Regions from separate parts of the Ovis aries genome. Here region 2 is linked to region 1. Evidence: chromatin contacts called from public Hi-C data. All regions are on one chromosome and are shown on one strand. The core of a region is the stretch at or near the end of the contact, and the rest is flanking DNA. Distances in the headings are between cores, read along the strand shown.

What was found. A called contact is a pair of places that touch in the nucleus more often than the background predicts.
Region 2: a contact with region 1 is called in a Hi-C map of hypothalamus, with 2.0 times the contacts expected there. The contact joins the enhancer-like site here to the promoter of IER5 in region 1. A contact is called at or near these places in 9 of 16 Hi-C or Micro-C datasets (blood, hypothalamus, omental adipose tissue and 2 more).

What each region holds. Positions count from the first base shown.
Region 1 is chr12:61,598,458-61,601,104 of ARS-UI_Ramb_v3.0, reverse strand. IER5 (immediate early response 5) reads right to left here and starts at 1,357. Exons shown (of 1, transcript XM_027975931.2): 1 at 1-1,357. The coding sequence starts at 1,134. The coding sequence ends at 154.
Region 2 is chr12:61,644,111-61,646,757 of ARS-UI_Ramb_v3.0, reverse strand. No RefSeq gene overlaps it. Among named protein-coding and RNA genes, the nearest start is that of IER5, 46 kb to the right of the region's middle. Within about 2 kb of position 1,332, at least 14 of the 54 cell types and tissues checked have an H3K27ac peak or open chromatin away from gene starts, as enhancers often do. A contact at or near this core is called in hypothalamus, where this site is marked.

The sequences.
Region 1 (2,647 bases), core at 108-2,607:
CGCCAAGCCCAAGGGCAGTCTGTGCCGCCCGGCGGCACCCCCTCGCGCCCGGCGCCGACTGCCTCGGGGGCGTCCTCGCCGCCGGGAGAGGCCCAGCCCTCACGTCGAGACGCCCGCTGCTCAACTTCCTCTCCGCACTGGGACCGCGGGGGCTCAGAAGGCCACGATAGCAGTGCTCCAAGGGTTAATGTCTCTCAGCACCGGCTTATCGCAGCAGATCTGCCCGGGCTCGGCGGCTTCCGGACCGCTCTCCTCTCCCTCCGCTTCCTCCCGGCCGCCCCCGGGGCTTTTCCGTAAGAGTCCCGAGAAGCTGGAACCGAAGATGCTAATGAGGTTAGCCACGTTACCGGTCTCCATCTCCTCCTCCTGCTCCTCCTCCGCGGCCGCCGCCGCCCCGCCCGGCTGCTCCTCTGAGTTCCGGCGGGGTTTCTTGAGCGGGGTCGAGCCGGGCGCAGGGCAGTCCGCGGGGCCGCCGCCCACCCACCCCGCGCCGCGCTTTCTGGCGCAGACGGGGGGCGACGCGGGGGGCTCAGCCGCAGCGGGGCGAGGCGCGCGGCAGCCGTCCACGCGAGGGGCCGCGCTCAGATTGTCCTCATCCCCCGGGGGGCAGCCGCAGGGGCCGCGCGCTGCCTCGGGCCCTTCGGGGAAGACCCCCGAGACTTCGGCGGGACCCCCGGCTCCTCCGACCGCCGTCTCTCGCGGTCCCTCCACGCGGCGCCAGGCAGCTTCCGGCGCCTCCGCCTCTCCGCCCTGAAGAGTGTCCCCGGCGGCCGTCACCGTGGCCGCGGGCTCCGAGTCACCCGCCCTTGGCACTTCTGGGACGGCAGGGCGCTCTGGCTGAGGCTCGGGCTCCGGCCAGGCGGCACGGCCGGCCGGCGGAGGTGGCTCCCCCCAGCCTGCGGGTGGCCCGGCCGCCGACTCCTCGGGCTGCTGCGGCGGCGCTGGGGCCCCCGGGTGGCCGGCCAGGTAGAGGCCGGGGCACGGGTCGCTCAGGTAGACCTGGCGGGCGCTGCGGAGCACCAGCGAGACCAGGAGGTTCTTGTGCAGCTTGATGCCGCCGCGCTGGACCCGCGAGTTGTAGATCTTGCCCAGGGAGATGCTGACGATGCGGTGAGCCTCCAGTTTGAACTCCATCCTACCTCCTCCTTCCCAGGGCTGGCGCGGAGGTGAGGGGGTGAGCCCCAGCCCACGTTCCGAAGCTGAGACGGGAACAAGAAGTGCCAACAAGTTCGCCACGGGGGGTGGACCCTCGGTCTGTGAAGACTCCCGAAGAGAAACGGCTCTGACGACGCGCTCACCAGCCTCCACGCCCTCCCCACTACAGCAACACAGCCAGTTTCGCGTCCGGTCGCTAACTGAAGGCAAGCTGGCCGCCCGGCGCCTTATAAAGCCCTCTCGACAGCCAATCGCGAGAGGCCGCCAACCGTTCCGGGGCCATCGGCGCGCCCTCGTGCGCCTCGAGCGACCAATCAGAGACCGAGGAGGGGCGCCAGGGCTATTCGAACGTTAGTCCCGCGGAGAAGGTTCTTAAAGGGGGAGATGCGCGCGACCGCCTGCAGGCTGTTAGCCCGAGACAGTGCTGCGAGCCCCGGTAATACGGAGAACGGGACAGCTACAGTGTTGTTTGTCCTTAAAGGTGCCTGGCCTGTGCGCTGCTTCCCGGAACCAGAGCGAACTAAACCATTCGAACTTTCATCCGAGTATGGTGGTGGACTTCGTTCGGCAATAAAGCCTCGATCCTTCCTGGATCAGCTCTCCTCCCATTCCCACCCCGCACCACCGTTTCCAAGGCGACATACACCTGTAAGCTCCGCGCAACCTAACGGAAATGGAGACGAAGGCAAAATGCGGCACAGGATTCGCCTAGATAACATACTTGTGCTACAAGATATTTGGCAGATATTAATTTTGGATAAGTCCCTTGCCTCCTAAAGTCACATACACTCTAGTACCTGTCAATTTTAACACCGAAGAAAGAAAACGGGGGTTCTGAAAGTTCCAAAGTTTTTGTCTACTCAGGAAGGTTTTGTGTCTACCTACAAAGTTTTTGTGTCTACCTACAAAGAAGGCAATGGCACCCCACTCCAGCACTCTCTCCTGGAAAATCCCATGGACGGAGGAGCCTGGTGGGCCGCAGTCCATGGGGTCGCTAAGAGTCGGACACGACTGAGCGACTTCACTTTCACTTTCATGCATTGGAGAAGGAAATGTCAACCCACTCCAGTGTTCTTGCCTGGAGAATCCCAGGGACGGGGGAGCCTCATGGGCTGCCGTCTATGGGGTCGCACACGACTGAAGCGACTTAGCAGCAGCAGCAGCAGCACAAAGTTTTTGGTTCTCTATTTAAGCTAGTATTTATCACTTTGTTCTCTAGTTTCTAGAACCAATACAGTTGTAACATCAGCTACAGTGAAAGGTGGTTCACATTCTTGACAACGATTTTTCTTCAACACGAGGACTGACCAATCCACCCTTGGGGAAAAAAAAAACTAACATGTCATAAAAGTACAAATAGAGAAGTCCTGTAATCCCATCATGATGTCATAATTTTATTTTGTGTCAAGGTAAAAATTTAGCGGAAGAGTGTTCCAGAATTTTCTGGTCAGTCGATGACTTAGTCTATTTACTGATCCTTACACCAGAGGGT
Region 2 (2,647 bases), core at 83-2,582, 46 kb before region 1:
AAAGCATCAATTCTTCAGCTCTCAGCCTTCTTCACAGTCCAACTCTCACATCCATACATGACCTTTGGGAAAACCATAGCCTTGACTAGATGGACCTTAGTTAGCAAAGTAATGTCTCTGTATACATTCTACCAACAGGAAGTCTTCTTCCACTGCTGCCCTGGGGTCTTGTTGAACAGTGTAGGCAGAGTTAGAAGTCAGGGACAGGCAGTCCAGTGCTTAAGACTCTGAGTTTCCACTGCAGGGGGTAGGGTTTGAGCCCTGGTTGGGGAACTAGGATCCCATATACCATGTGGCCGAAAAAAAAAGAAAAAGCCAGGGACAAGTTAATGGGGGCCTGAGAGGACCAGAGCCTGGAGGTGTGCATGGGAAAGATTCAAGCACCACTTTAGAGACAAGGCATGTGGGACTTCAGGACCAATTAGGTGGAGGATTGAAGGAGAACCTGAAGATTGATGTCCAAGAAAGAATAGGGTTGGGGAGAAGACGAATTTAATTTGGGATATCCTCAGTGTAGGGAATCTCTGGGCATCCAGGGATACAATCAGACCCCTCAATCTGCCACTTTCCCCTCATCCTGAATTCTCCATCATAGGGATGAAGCAATCTAGTCCCCACAGATGTAGATTTACAATGTAAGGGTTAACATGTGACTTTCCCTTAGGAACCATATTTCCAGTTAGCAAGAGAGTACCACCTAGCCAATGTTAATCAAGAGAATGGCTTTCCTATAGCGAGATTCCCAGCAATGGGAAGGGCAAGTGGGGGACCTATTTCCAGGTAAGAAGGTCTTGCCAGCATCCCTAAAATTACATTGCGGAGGCTACAACTAAAGCTCTCGTAGTGAAGAGACTGCTGTGGAAAGTTCACCTTCATTCCACAGAACCCTGTTCACACCATAGAAGAAGGGATCTTCCTCTTGGACAGGATTCTGCTCTCTTGGGCCGGGGTGATGGACAACCAATGCCACAAAGCTCTGGGGTCACTGAGTTCAGGTCCTGGCTCCAGCAGTTACTGGATATATAACCTTGGGCACAGCGTTTTACCTCTCTAGGACTGATTCTGACATTCATTAGACAGGGCCTTGAAACACTTGCTGTTCCCCTGGGGTGGTTGTGAGCTGGGGTTTCAAGGAGATGGCTGCAACAGACACGACTGCATCCGTCATCCTTACCACCGCCACCATTTATCTCAGTATCTTTCAACACCCAATTCACTTGGAGAAGCCTAATTTTCTCCCTGTTCATGGACTATTAGCTGCTCTGACAACTTTAGGTGATGAAAAGCCACCATTCGGTAGAGCGCGCTGTGCCCCTCAACAGCCTGCAGGGGGCAGCATCGGGCAGCGTAAGGTCTCGCCCGGCTCGCTCGAATAACGTCGGAACAGGTCTGGGAAGGACCACGGAGGTGGCCTTGGAATTCAGACTCCAGCTGACAAAGGACCCGTGATACTCCACGTGGGTCTGACATGCAGCCTCCTGGGGAATCGGGTCTCCGGTGAACAAGGGGGCAGGGAAAGGGTCTTCTGAAAGCATCCCCTGCCCTCACAAATCCAGCCGGGTTTTTCCCAAGCCCACACCAGGCCTGACTGCCGTTACCTTGCAATTTAGCGCTGATCTGACCTCGAAGAAGCCAGACTGAGCCTGCTTCCGTCCTCACAGGGGCCCTGATGCAGATGTCTCAACCCCCATGAGCTAAAGGGAGGGAGCGCCTGACAAGGACAAGGTGGGGTGCCTGCCACCCCTACCCCACCCCCCGCAAAGCATTTTTAGGTTCCCACTCCCTCAGCCCCGGTGGGGAGTACGGAAAAGACAAAAGAAATAAAGGGACGCAGCTCCAACTCTTCCGAGCTAGGAATGTTGTTGAAAATAGATGCAGACGGGAAGGCTACTCAGGATCCCACGTTCCGGTTTCCATCCAGCCTGGCGACGCTGCGTTCCTAAAGCCCAGGAGGCATGTTCAGACCTAACAATTTCCTCTCATTTGTGAGTGTGTTTACCTGGAAAAACAAAGAGGCAGAAGGCTTAGAATCAATCAAAACTGCCCCGAATATGGAGTCACTGTAGGGACAGATGATCCAAGCTGTGGGAATCTGGAGATTCACCGACCGAGGTGGCATGTAGTGGCCAGCCAGTGGGGAGGAACGTGGTCACTCTGAAGAGAGCCCCAGGCCTCGGTGCCAATGGGACCCACTCGATCTCCTACTGACTTTTCTGGGGAGAGGAACTGCTATGTCACCATGACATCACCTCCTTCCAGGAACCACTGAGTCAGCTTGGGGCCTGAGGCTGGACCACTCACTTCCTCCAACCGGGCAGAGGGGGAGCACTCCCCCACACCACCCCCAGCTGGGCCTGTTCCTTCACCACTGTCAGCGGGTCAGCTTGGCGAAAAGACACACCAGGTGGTGCCATCCATGCCCACTTCCACTGGGATTCTCCTGCCATGGAAGAGGGGCCCCCCGTGCAGATTCACAGCTGGTTTGGGGCTGAAGGGCAGGTGTCCCTGGGAGAGGGAGCATGTTTAGCTTTGTCAGTCACATACAGCTCCTTGTAGAGGCTAACTGTGACAGAGGAATCAGGAGGGATTAAGTGAGAGGCAGGTGGGCAATGGCTGAAGTGGGATGGTTCAGAGGAACTCTGTGCCC